2 separate regions of the Mus musculus genome follow, and region 1 is linked to region 2. A link is a contact called in public targeted proximity ligation data. All regions are on one chromosome and are shown on one strand. The core of a region is the stretch at or near the end of the contact, and the rest is flanking DNA. Distances in the headings are between cores, read along the strand shown. Region 1 overlaps Myof (myoferlin). Region 2 overlaps Exoc6 (exocyst complex component 6).

Region 1 (6,722 bases), core at 75-2,574, 300 kb after region 2:
TTCTCTCTTTCTCGCTTCCACCCTCAGTTTCTCTCTGTCTCTCTGTCTGTCTCTGTCTCTCTTTCTCCCCTTGAGTAACTTGACTGATCCTTTCTTTCTCTTTCAATCTATACCATGGCCTTTATTCAATTGAATGGATCACAAATCGTGGGTGGAGCTCACTTGTATGAGGCAAAAAAAATTTGGATACCTATTTACAGAGATATCCAGACAATGGCCTTTAAAACATCCAAAAACACAAAACTAAACTAAAGCGACATTCTCTTTATTTATTAAGCATAACCAGACATAATTATTTGCAAGCTTTTCCTTTCTTGCTGATGCTTTTTTGAGCTGTTACAGCAGTCATTCCCATTCCCCAGGGCTCCGGAGGGGGTCTCTACTTTACATCACTTAATGAAGTACTTGAGAAAAAGTCTGTTAAAGGGAGAGCCTTCCCATGCATCTTACCTACCGCAGCAATGGGAAGTCCTCTGTCCCCTCTCAGTATCAAAAGACACTTTCCCCCTCAATTCAATCAAAACCAAGCAAACATCTTGTTATCCTCTAGTCGTCCATCGTGGTTTATTTGTCACTGTGCTATTATTTGTTGAGAATGTATACAATGTATTTGTGTACTGTTCATCCCCCTTAACTCCTCCCAGGTCCTATGGCTTTATTTAAATTGTCTTTTTCTTTTGAAAACATGTTTGCTTTGTGTGTGTGTGTGTGTGTGTGTGTGTGTGTGTGTGTGTGCGCGCGCGCGCGCGCCTGAGTGCCTTGTATGTATGTGAACCAAGTCTTTGCAGGAGCCACAGGGGTCATAAAAGCGTTGGGCACCCTAAAACTGGAATTACAGACAGTTGTAAGTCCTCATATGTGTAGTAATAATCAAACCCTCTGAAAGAGCAGTAAGTGATCCTAAATGCTGAGTCGTCTCTCCAGCCCTCTGACCCCTGAACCAATGCTCTTTTCCTAACAAAACATAAATGTATGTCTCCGTCACTATATAGAGGGCACTTTCCCCATTACACAAGAGATCAAGTAAATTTATATCACTGTGCTATAATCAATAACCACCCACCCAGGCCTAGAACTCTTTTCACATTACAAAGCTGACGTTCAAATAAAAACTCTCCATTTCTCCCTCCCTCCAGCCCCTGGCAGCTACCATTCTCTTTCTGCCTCTGGATTTGACTAGGCTAGCTTCTTTGACTGTGTGGTATGTAGTTATCCTGTGCTGTGTGTAATTCACTTAGCACAATGTCTTCTATATCATCCACGTTGTGGTACATATACTTCCCCCTTTCCCCAGTTCTATTTTGTTGTATGAAAACACTTCATTTGTTCATCCAGTCACCAAGTGATGGACACACACGCAGCTTCCACCTTTTGGCTATGATGAACAACACTGGGTGTGCACGTTCCTGCTTCCAAACCCTTTGAGTCTGCACTCAGAAGTGCAACTGCTAGATTCTATAGTGATTCTATTTTTATTTTATGGGGTCTGCTTTAAGAACATGTTTTGTTCTGTTTCGTTGTGAGACGAGCTCTCACTATGCCTTGGCTGGCTTTGAAATCACAACCTTCTTGGTTCAGTCTCTAGGTGCTGGTATTATAAATATGCCTTGTCATGCCTGGCTGTCGTGAGAACTTTTATCATCTTGTAGTCTTGTAGAGGTAGAAAGAGAAGGGAACAGTCCCCTAGATAGCTCATGGCTGTGAAGTCGCCATTTTGGTGAAAGGCGATTTTCTTATAGCAGATAGAGCAGAGCCCTCTAAGAAGGTTCTGTCAGAAACTCCTCTGAGCCCTTGAAGAATTCTTTCTAAATCGCTGGCTGCAGCCTCAGCTTCACTTTCCATTTTAGTCATAATTTTATATGCAACATAACTTCTCCTTTATAAAGTACTAAGCATGATTTAAGAAAAGGGAAGTTGGTTTTTTTTTTTTTTTAAAGGAAACATAGTTTGGGCCCTGAGTCTGTGAGACACCTCCCCACACCACCACCACCACCACCACCACCACCACCGTAAATGTGAGCCCATCACCGTGCATGAGGTGGGGTTCTGGGCAGATCTAAAAGAAAAAAGGAGTTGATCATGACAGTCACCTTGTCCTGCTTTATGAGGAAGCCATAATAAAAGTATGACTAATACAAATAACTTCCTTCTTTTAAGTCCTTAGAAAATTCACATTTATGCTTCCAATTCCCCCAGTATTCTTGAATCATGGGTAATTGGGGGGCTTCATTGCACGCACAACTCAGCAGCAGAAGGCTCCCGATAAATGGCTTCAGTGTCCCCAGCTCCTCCAGGGCCAAAGCAGTGGACTAAGCTAGGGAAGCTTTTAAGAGTAAATATCCAGGCTTAAGCTCCCCAGGAAACTGGTGCGACCAGCCACCACAAGCTCCTGCTACTACGCCTTCCTTACCATGATGGAACGTACTCTTGAACTGTAAGCCAAAATGAACCCCTCTTTTCTAAAGTTGCCTTTGTCCAGTATTTTGTCACAGCAACAGAAACAAACAAACAAACAAAACACCCCGAACCTAATACAGGTTCCAGAAGGAAGGACTGTGATTGATATGGTACTTATCAATTACACCAGGGTCCACAGAGAACAAAGAAAGAGCACGGGGTACTCACTGAGTCGGGAAGACTGCATCTGCCTAAGTCTGCCCTGCACACAGACATCCAAGCCAAGATTCCATCAGAAACCCTGAGATGTTCTCATGCAACGCCCACACAGTTGTCCACAGAAGCCTTCCCAGGTTCCTCACCCTAATCACCACGGTAGTGCCCTAATTCCTAACCCTTTCACTCTGGAGGTTAGATTTGAACATATGACTTCTGGGGTGACAAAAACGCTCAGACCGTACTAACTTACAAGGTCTGTCTTCCTGAGATCATAGCGATTCTCTGACTACAAGAGCCTCATCACATTTTGGGATATCCCCAGGAATTATAACAAAGTAACTGAAAATTAGAGGTAGGTGGACAATTTCTGATCTTAATGCAGAGTTGCTGCACCTGTGTTGGGATTAATGGAGCACAGAGTCTCACTCTCTCTGCTGAGCATGCCCTGTGCTTGAGTCGGTGTACTGGAGCATGGGGAGTGTATTTATATACTCGCCTTTGAGGATACTTGATTTAAAGTCTCAGCTTAGCACAGCCATGCCATACTATACACCAAGAGACAGGGATACCTCAGGAGTAATCAAAACCTAAATCCAAGAACAGTGCTATGGCATTTACTGGAGAATACATGCATACATACATAAATGTATACATACACATATATATCTGGGGTTAGGGAGGACTAGAAATTTCTTTTTTTTTCTTTTTTTTAATTAGGTATTTTCCTCATTTACATTTTCAATGCTATCCCAAAGGTCCCCCATACCCACCCCCTAGAAATTTCTTAACAGTTATCTCTTAATGGCTTATTATAATAGCCTGTGAACCTGCTTTAAGAGATTGGCTAAGTCTTAGAAAAACTGTAAGCAGTTCTAGATTCTAGAGGCAGACGTGTGAATGAACATTCAAGACAGATCACACATCCTTCTTTTGGGTAATCTTCATGGGTGGGTTTAAAAGCAAATGTCTACTATAGTTCTTTTACTATTTATATTACCCAAATTGAATCATTCTATATGGTAACATAAACTTCCAGGGCAGCAGTTTTGCCCAGGCTATGATCTTTGCTAACTTGCTTTTTTCCCCCTGTGTACAGTTGTGCCCTATGCCTTGTTCCCAGAAGAGACAAAGTGAGGGGTGAAGAGAAAGGCAACCTATATTGAAATTGGTGCAACCCAAAGGCTGAGCTCTAGATGTCCCAAACCCCAATCGTGTATGATGGGTAAGTCTACCAGTACTGCTTTAGGTACTAGCCTGACCTAATCATCCTAGTGGAAGTCAGTGAACACGGCCATGGAGCGTCGGGGAGAGAAGAGTCTCGGCTACAATGAGTAGCTATTCTTCCTGTTGGTCATCCTAAAAGGGGTCAGATTTTATAACTGCCAGACATTAGTTGACTTCAAGGAAGAAAACTGTCCTGGCTCAGCTGAGAGCTTGTGAGAGCTGGGCCTGAAAGCTGAGATAAGAATGTGTTCAAGGCACTAACCGGGCCAAGCCATAAGAAGGCAGGTTGGAAACAGACAGGAAGGCTGAGAGACAGAGAGCTGTCTGAGCTCATGTCTCTGAGAGCAGCCACTTCGTGTCAGCCCTCCTACTGTTCACTTGATTCAGAGCTGACATCTTTGTAAAGTTGCTGCTTAGTTTCTCTACAACACCGGAAATGTTCAGTTCCAGGAATGGAGGATGTAGCAGCCTGAGAGAGTTGGTGGCCCAGGGCAATCTAGAACAAGCCAGGAGAGGCCCTGGGCGGAGGAGTGTCTGTGAGTCAGTTGCTCTCCCAAACAGTTCAGATGTGTGTGTCTCAAGAATGGTGACCTGAGAGTCTTGGAAACAGAGAGGTGAACTTAGAAGACTTCCTGTCTTGAAGGAAAAAGAGACTTAGAGCCATTGTAATGTCAGCAGGAAGCAGGCATGTCCTTATCGCTATGAAACCGGAGATGTAGCAGCCGCCTGTGAAAGTGGGAATAGGGTAACTCTGGTACATAAGCCATCTAAGGGAAGGGCTCTTCCTCACAACCTCAACCTCTCCATCCAAGGGGACTGTCTGGGCACTCTGTTCTTATGAATATATATATTGACTGGATTAACAAATCGAGAAGATTAATCACACCTATGGGAATTTCTCCGTGTTTCCAGAGACATGAGTTCTTGGATATCACTAATGGATTATCCCTTGCTGAATTTATATCATGATGGCACTGTCAAGAGTTGGTGACAGTAAGAGGTGCAGGAAGCAGGTCACAAAGGACTGTAAGATACTGGCATCTTTTTCTGTTCCCTCTCTCTGTTACCTATCCATATGGAGGTAGCCCCTTAGCTGCACACGCCTTCCATAATCCTGTTCTATCCAGTTTACATGGGACTGTACAACCATGGACATGAACCTACAGAAATAGTGAGCCAAAATGAATCCTTTGGCCCTGAAGTTGTCTATCCTTCAATTTTGGTCAGAGTACCAAAAGTTAATATACCAGTTAACATCTAAGTGGCTGAAGCAAGCCTCATTATCTTCATAGAGCTGTCATGGCTATATCAAGGGAACGTTGGAGGGACTTACTATGAAGCAGATCTTTCTCCGAGTCTCCCACAGATGACTCTTAGTCCCTCCAATCCCTTCCATCCCAGGCTATGTTCACACTGACATTTACCTCAACAACCAGAAGGTCATCACTGGAAATGGGCTCCAGCTTCTTTTCTGGTGGTTTCTTTTCAAGGAACGTGTTCAGTTCCACGAAGATCCTGCCTCTGTAGGCCACCCCTTCTCCCTGAAACCCAAGAACACAAAATTATTCCCGTAGACAGGGACCACAGCCGGAGAACCTCTGTGTATCAAATCAGGCTAACACTACTTTAACACACAAGTCTTTAATATCTAAAGGAAGAGTCATTTACTTTCAGATGGATTCCAAATGATGTCATGAGATGCTCGGATAGAAAAGGCTCTTAGCTTGACTAAGGCTGGAGCCCTTGAAGCTGTATTCTGGAGCTGGAAGGAGTTTCTGAAGCAGGGTGGTGAAGGAGAAGGGGCTCCAAGTCTCCTCCATCTCAGTTCATGGGAACAATCCTGCATTTTTGTCTATTTACTAACTTGGATCCCTTTCTCTTCTTCTCATAATAAAGAAACTCACATGTGCCAACCAGACAAGTCTCAGAATGGTCAGGAGGCAAAAGATCAAGATGCTCTGGGTATGCTAAAATACAGAAGTCAAGAGTAGATCCTCCTCCCACCCCACTCAACAGTGGTTGTCCATAGAATCTCCTAGAGAGAAATAGAAGGCTCCCAAGTCCTTGTCTGTCTTCACTGTCCCCTACCCACAGCTTTCTCTCTATTATAATATTTTTTGAGCACTAGGGGAGGGGGTGTAAATAACCAAAATACATTTAACTTCTAGTGTAGTCAAAAGAGACTTTCCCATCTGTGAGATGATGTTCCAGCACAGCTCAGGGTCTCCAGTCATGTTATCACTGCAGATCCTGGACCATGCATTGGAGAAGGAGGCCAGCATTGGCCGTCCACTTTGCTGATGTTTTCGGTTAATGTAAAGTTGAAGAGTGACCGGCTGTGGGATGCCACTTATCCCATTGTTTTACTCGGTCACCAGGATCCTTTTCCTTTTCTTAGACAGAATCTTGTTATGTGGCTCTGGCTGACCGAGAACTCACTGTATAGACCTGGCTGGCTTCAAGCTCACAGAGATCTGCCTGCCTCTGCCTCCTGAGTGCTGAGATTAAAGGTGTGCACTGCTATGCGTGGCCTTCCAGGATCCTTTTTTTTATTCTTTAATTCTAAGGCTTAAGAAGGGTAGGGCTTCTCTCCTTTAACACTTTATCAGCTGAATGGTATGTCTGTGTTAGGGGTGGAGAATGTAAGTGCCTCTGGCATGAGATACTGATTACTGTTATAAGAAGGAATCCCAGGAACCAGGGGTCGTTAATCACAGCCCTAATTGATAAACCAACCTTTCCTGAGTTGAGCTCATCATAGGGATCTGGAAATCCTGTGTACTCTCTGGGGCTTCCGTAAAGGTTCAAATAACAAGGTCCGAATGTTGGGACAAACCCCACCTCTGTCTCTCCTGTAGTTGCTGAGACATAAACAGCACCAT
Region 2 (7,184 bases), core at 4,356-6,855:
TTTCCATGACAGTTTGAAAACAGACTTACCTAAGCCACTGTTACCTTACACCCTGGTCTCTAGAACCTTTTCTTGGCACCGAGGCTGACAGTGCTGGGCCTGGTGCACACGCTCTTAGTTCCAGCATTCAGTCTGAGGCAGAGGCAGGCAGAGCTCTAGGAGGCCAGCCTGGTACATGGTGAGTTCTAGGACATCCAGAGCTATGTAGAGAAACCCTGTCTTAAACAAAAGGAAAGAAAAAACAAAAACAAAAGTCCAGCTATAATTGTAACCAGATTTGTTTTTAAATTGATAGGTGAACTCTTTAAGTATTACAGTGCAGATAATACAGAAAGGCTGGAAATGTTTTTCAAGAACAGTTTGTCGAGCTTCCTTTTGTTAAGCATCCAGATGATTTGACGGTGGATGATAATTGCTGCAGGATTAAAGCCGCTTAGGAGCAGCATCCCAGGCAGGCAGTTACACACAAGAACTCAAGTTTAAGAACCGTGAAATGGCAGTGGGGGATTGCTTGTAAAGACCGAAGAGATGTAAGCGGGGAATTAGAATCCAAGTTCATGTACCCAACAGATGTCAGATTCTTCCTGAATCACCCGACTGCCATGATTAAACTACGTTACGTGTGCTTGGAGAGAAATGAAGAATATGTTCACTAGTATGCATTTTCCCATACTAATATTCTTCATATATTATAATGAAATGGAAAAATGGGTAGGATAGATGTTTTTATAAAATGATCAAGGTGATTTTATATTTTTCTCATTGTTAAAAAGAATGTCATATATTGTTAAAAAGGAAATAGTCTCAAGTGACTTTTTTGAGTGTAGTAACATTTTCTTATCTATCTATCTATCTATCTATCTATCTATCTATCTATCTATCTATCTATCTATCTATCTATCTATCTATTTGGTTTTTCAAGACAGAGTTTCTCTGTGTAGCCCTGGCTGTCCTGGAACTCACTCTGTAGACCAGGCTGGCCTCGAACTCATCAGAAATACTCCTGCCTCTGCCTACCAAGTGCTGGGATTAAAGGCATGTGCCACCACACCCGGCTCGTAACATATTTTTTTAAGACAGACTGTCTAATAATTGTCAAATTTAGATCCTTAAAACCAGAACTTCCAGGAAGAAACAGTACTGCTATTTAAGGGTGTCATAAATATGATGAAAAGGCAGCTCAACATCATGAGAACTTTCGGACTTTCCTTTCGGACGTTCTTTGGCCCATTGGCTTCTTTTGCATGTTAACTTAGCTGCAGACACCTAAAGATGGAGCAAGAAGAGACAGAGCTTTGTTAGTGGATCCCGTTACCTATCCCAACTCCTCCTGCCGAATGTCAGCAGCAAACCTCCCCAAACCCAACAAAACCTCAAATAATTTCAGTAGGATAGAGCCAGGCTTTACAGAGGCAATACAAGGTTCTTCCTCACGTGGCAGATTTGTGTTGTTCACATGTCAGCAGTGGACATTGTTTTGCTTTGTTTGAAGAGAGCGATTCTCTCTGTAGCCTTGGCTATCCCAGAACTTGCTATGTAGCCTGTGCTGGCCTCAGCCTTGGATTACAGTCATGTAACCCCATGCTTCACTCATCTGACCTCTCTATCTTACTGCTTTACCAAACCTATTAGGAATGATATGTAAATTGCTATAGCTTTATTTTCTTTAGCTTTTATCTCATGGAGAGAATCGGTTCTAAGTTGAATCACATTACAGAGTTCTTTGCGTGCCTTTGATCATGGATTCTAATCTGGAAATGGTGAGTTGCTTTTAGTAGGTTCATACAGAATTTTGTGTGTATCTTCTTTCTGAGCAGAAAGCATAATGTTCCCATTTCAGAGGAAACATGTCTGACCTAAACATTGTAACTGGCCATCATTTCTCTAGTGTGGTTGTTCTCAACCTCTAGGCCACAACCCCTTTTAGTCAAACAACCCTTTCACGGGGGTCACATATCAAATATCCTGCATATCAGATATTTACATTATGATTCATAACAGTAACAAAATTACAGTTATAGGAACAATGAAATAATTTATGGTTGGAGGGTCACCACAACATGAGTGTATTAAAGGGTCTCAGCATTAGGAAGGTTGAGAACCACTGCTCGAGAGGCACTAAAGGCTGGTCAGACTAATCAAGAGCACCAAGAGCGGCTCTATTTTCAGATATTTCTTCATGTGTTTACAGACAGATGTTTGAGCACATGCCCTGGCCACTGTTGAAGTGCTGGGAAACCCACGGTGACTGAGACAGGCAGAAATGCTGTTCTCATAGTTCTCTACTGTTTTCAGAATTGCGTCTTAGAAGGAGATCCACAGCAGACAGTGATGGTTTCAAATAGCTTTAGATGGAATGCTGAAGAGCTTCCTGATGGTGTGAGGTAAATACATGTCGTGGTAACTGGAGGTGAAGTGGGCTGCTCAGTCATGATGATCAGGACTCTTTCAGGAAGTGGCCTTTGAGTAGGTACCTGGATGAACTGGGAAGGCGAGCAGATGTAGATTGTGCAGAGCCTTCAGATGGGCCAAAGAACAAACAATGGTGATGATTATGGCTAGCATGTAACGAGCCAGGGATGACATAGGAAGATTACCAGCACAGAATATCCATCCAGGACCTTGGAAAGGAGTCAGGGATAGTAAATGTGATGGGGAATTAGCCAGGGAGCTTGAATGGGTATCTTGTTGTACTTGACACTTAGATTATTTTGATTGCTTTAAAAAGAGTAGATATTTAAAAAGACAGGTTTCGAATCAGAAATATCAATAAGATTGCTTTGGTAGTCTCAGATTCAAGTGACTGAGGTGTTGTATATTGACCATGTGATTGACACAGTGATGTCATCATTTAGACTCAGAATTTTTATATCTTAAGTATTGCATATAGTTGAGTTTGTTTTGAACAACTGCTTTGCTTTTATCTCAGGGATCCTGCATTTTCTAATTAACTCCATTTTTGAGCTATAAAGCATGGATATGTAGTACAGCATCATTTGTATTCTGTATACTCTTCTCTCCCACAATCACTGTCCCTAAGTTTTCTTGTCCCTACATTGTGTTGATTTTGCACCTACCTTTGTAAGTTGCCATAAAGCCCTTTGGAACAATGTGGTTTATAAATAAACACTTGTTATGGGAATCCTAAAATGTTTTGCAGTTGGAAGTACTACATGTAAATGGACTTTCTTTACCTGTTTACTAAATAAACCTTTCTTGATTTCATCAAATATCCAAGCAGTAAAGAAGTACAGTAGATAGTAGACATGAGCTGGGGCAGTGGTGGGAATCCTAAAATGTTTTGCAGTTAGAAGTACTACATGTAAATGGATTTTCTTTACCTGTTTACTAAATAAATCTTTCTTGATTTCATCAAATATTCAAGCAGTAAAGAAGTACAGTAGATAGTAGACATGAGCTGGGGCAGTGGTGGGGGTGTATGCTGTAACCTCGGCACTCAAGAGGCAGACTGGAAGGTTGTGAGTTTGAGGCCTGCCTGAGGTGTACTCTCAGGCCCTGCTTCAATAAAGACTAGTCTAGCTGGGCGATGGTGGCACACGCCTTTAATCCCAGCACTTGGGAGGCAGAGGCAGGTGGATTTCTGAGTTCGAGGCCAGCCTGGTCTACAGAGTGAGTTCCAGGACAGCCAGGGCTACACAGAAAAACCCTGTCTCAAAAGATCCAAAAAAAAAAAAAAAAAGACTAGTCTACTTGAGAGATGAGTTAGTTGGTATCAAAGAAGACAGTGTTATCCTGGCTAAAGAGCAGAAGCTTGAAGAGTGCGAATAGGAAGCCATAAGCTGTGCTAGTAAGACCATTGTTGAACAGGACAGCAGACACTGCAGGGCTCCCACCTCACTTAATAGGTGTGACGTGACCTTGGAGAGCAGTTTCCTGCACTATGTCAGCTGTCCGGTTTAATAGGCAAGGTTGTATGGTTTACTTCTGGGAGAGGTTTCTTTACTGACATGGTTGTCATTGCTAAAGTCAGTGACTTGTGGGAGTCAACTTGTGGAGGCCATCAGTTGACTGTCAGCTGCTCTCATCCTGTACTTAGCATATGTCATCAGAACAATGGCAGGGTGGTGGCTCCGCTGAAAATAATGGCCAACTATTTAGACCTGGCCCTTCCTTCAACCAGTGCTTGAGAAAGGAAGCCCCTTGTTCTCTTTATCCCTCTTGCCTACTCTCTTCTACCTTTCTATTGCATAGGCCATACCCTAGATGACTACAGGTTACAAATTCTAGAAAAGAGCTTCTGTCAATCACCAAGGAAAAATAGGAGACCCCTGTAACTTTATAAGACTCAAATTGCGTTTGACTCGAACAACCCTGGACTCTGTCTTGGGGCATGAACAAATCTTGGAAGTTATGAAGGAAGTATTTGGCTAGAATTCTTGCCATGGAGACTGGGTGTCTGCCAAGATTTTACTTTGAAATTTCTGTCTTCTGTTTCTAATCTTAAGGCATCATAACGGACAATTCTTTTGCCACCAGTCTATTTTATTCTTTTATGAAGAAGTCACTTTTAAATAACAATTATTTCCACTATAATTAAACAAATCTCCTTTTGTTTGCATGATTTTTGTTACCATATTGTATATACACCCTGCTTGCTTAAACTTGCCCGCATAATTCCTTCACAGGAACTCTACTTAGGAGTTTCAAAGTCTTCGACTGCTTAAAGTATTAATGAGATTTGCCAAAGTTGTAGTATCCGAACGCTCGCCTCGATGCAGCGGCAGGACAGTGAGCTTGTCCACACAGCTCCTCTAGCAGGCTTTTTATTCTTTAGACAATTCTAAATTCATCTGAAGTGCCAGAGACTTAAAGGAAGATGTATCGTGGTCTATTCCTGAATATAACAAGACCAGACATCTCAGAGAGTTTACCTTAAGGTCCAGATATGAGAAAAGTATGCTGCCCTTTGGGAACGCTTAAATTATGAAGGATTAGTCTGAACCTAGATGGCTTTACCGTTCTCTTCCCTGTGTTCCAGTGCTGGAACTGTAGGTCATGGCTGATATTTAGATATGGAGGTGACTTGTGCTCAGACCTTCAGTTAGTAATAACATTTTGAACTCAGGTTTTTAAATGTTATTTTAAGAATTAAGTGTAAGGTGCTTTATGGTATGAGAAATTATTCTTCAAAATAAAGCATATTTTTTTCTCTTTCTCTGCTGAAGACAGAGCCAAGGGCTTTGTACATACTAGGCATATGCTTTACCACGTAGCTATGTCTCAAGCCTAGTTTCTCATTTTAAAATAAGTACACACCCATAAGAAGTGTAGGACCCCAGGACACTTCACCCAGCTTTCCCAGTGATAGCTATAGTATGATCATCAAGACCACGGAAGTGTTTAAAACATACCAAACCAATCTCACTTCTCCCCTTCTCTACAGCCTGTCAGAGTAACTCGGCTGCTTCCTTCCAAGCCCTTTGTTATTCACGTGTGTGTGTGTGTGTGTGTGTGTGTGTGTGTGTGAGGTCGCTTAAGGGCATGCACATAGTTACTCTTTGCCTTGAGAGCCTATCTCACTGAATGTAGCCCAAGCTGGCCTTGTATGTGATCTTCCTCCCTCAGCCTCCTGAGTGCCAGCCCACCAGGCTTAGTCATTTCCTTTTCTTGCAGAGTGGCTGGGGTCATTTATGTTACGTTGTAACTACCATTTTAAATGCAACATGCTGTTGTTTTGTGTTGATGAATATAGACCACTCGATTCACTTTGATTTATTCATGCTGTTCTGTAGTAAGAACACACCATAATCTATTGAAGCACGTGTCTTTATTGTTAGACATGATAGAATCTCAAGAGTTTCAACTATAAGTAATACCACAGATAATACCCTTATATAGTGAGCAGTTGTAGTTATTTTAGTAGGCATTTAGAAGTAATATTTATATATATATTGTCAAAAGCATGCTAATCATTTAAAAAGAGCTACTAAGTAATATAACAAGAAAATTAACAGATATGTGGAAAAAACACGTTAATGTATAGTTGGGTAGACATAGACCGTCTCCTTATTTATGATATAAGCATTACAATTCTCCATTGTGGCAGGAGTTTTTGTTTGATTGATTTGTTTGGTTGTTGTTGCTGTTGTTGTTTTGGTGTGGAACGGATGCTCAGGGGATCAAATGCAGGCCTGCTAGGCACGCACTCTACTATGGAACTACATTCCCTAGCTGGCTTGATTGATTTTTAGGGAAATTTTCAATGTGCCTCCATAGAGTGACAGTTATAAGGCAGTATATAAACTATAGTCTTGGATGTAAATGGTTTTAAGGTTAACAATATTCTTACTGTTTTTTGCACTGAAAGAAATAGCCTAAAGTTCCTAGAACAGTCTTCCGCAGTAAAAGGTAGAAATCTCTCTGGCTTTGATGAATATTACACATGCTATTATAATTATTAAATATTAACCCAGTAGTCACAGTATTGAACGAGGAACTTTTGGGGGGGTGCGGGGGGCTCCTTGAGACAGGGTTTTTCTGTCCTGGAACTCACTTTATAGACCAGGTTAGGATAAGAGATCAGCTGTCTCTGCCTCCCAAGTGCTGGGATTAAATACCACTAACACCCTGCAGGAAACTCTTTTAGAAATGAATTCACTTTGGGGCCAAACTCTCTAGTATTCATTTATAAGTCCTTTCTAGGGCCAGTGAGATGACTACTGTATTCTAATTCTGATGTCTCAGAGAGCTGTTCAGACTCCACTAGCATTTTGTTTTGTTTTATTTAAAACAGGATCTCACTGTGTAGCCCTGGCTGGCCTTGAACTCCCAGAGATCTGCCTGCCTCTGCCTCCAAAGTAGTACTGGGATCAAAGGAGTACACCTCTATTCCTGGCCCACTGCTGGCACTTGAAAAAAATGTGTTCCTTCTCATCGGTGCTGGTGTGTGAGTGAGTGTGTGTGTCAGAGTGTATGAGTGAGTGAGTGTGTGTGTGTGTGTGTGTGTATGTGTGTGTGTGAGAGAGAGAGAGAGAGAGGGAGAGAGGGAGAGAGAGAGAGGGAATTGTGAAAGAGCTTTTGATTAATGATGTTCAGGGAAAGGGGGGAGTGAGGCAAAGGCCTGGCTGATCTCAAACTCAGCAATCTTCCTGCCTCAGCACATTCAGTTATACACATTTTGGAAACTCACAGCAGCCTTTCCTGTTTCTCTGTGGGATGTGTTG

Evidence for each region.
Region 1: a targeted proximity ligation map of acute myeloid leukemia shows a contact between it and region 2, with 4 times the contacts expected there. A contact is called at or near these places in 4 of 130 datasets of targeted methods (acute myeloid leukemia, embryonic stem cells and extraembryonic endoderm stem cells).

Annotation. Positions count from the first base shown.
Region 1 is chr19:37,961,752-37,968,473 of GRCm38.p6, forward strand. It overlaps Myof (myoferlin), which reads right to left. Exons shown (of 54, transcript NM_001302140.1): 18 at 6,577-6,701; 19 at 5,265-5,381. Among named protein-coding and RNA genes, the nearest start is that of Gm52397, 21 kb to the right of the region's middle.
Region 2 is chr19:37,659,931-37,667,114 of GRCm38.p6, forward strand. The region is part of intron 20 of Exoc6 (exocyst complex component 6); the gene reads left to right. Among named protein-coding and RNA genes, the nearest start is that of Cyp26c1, 22 kb to the right of the region's middle.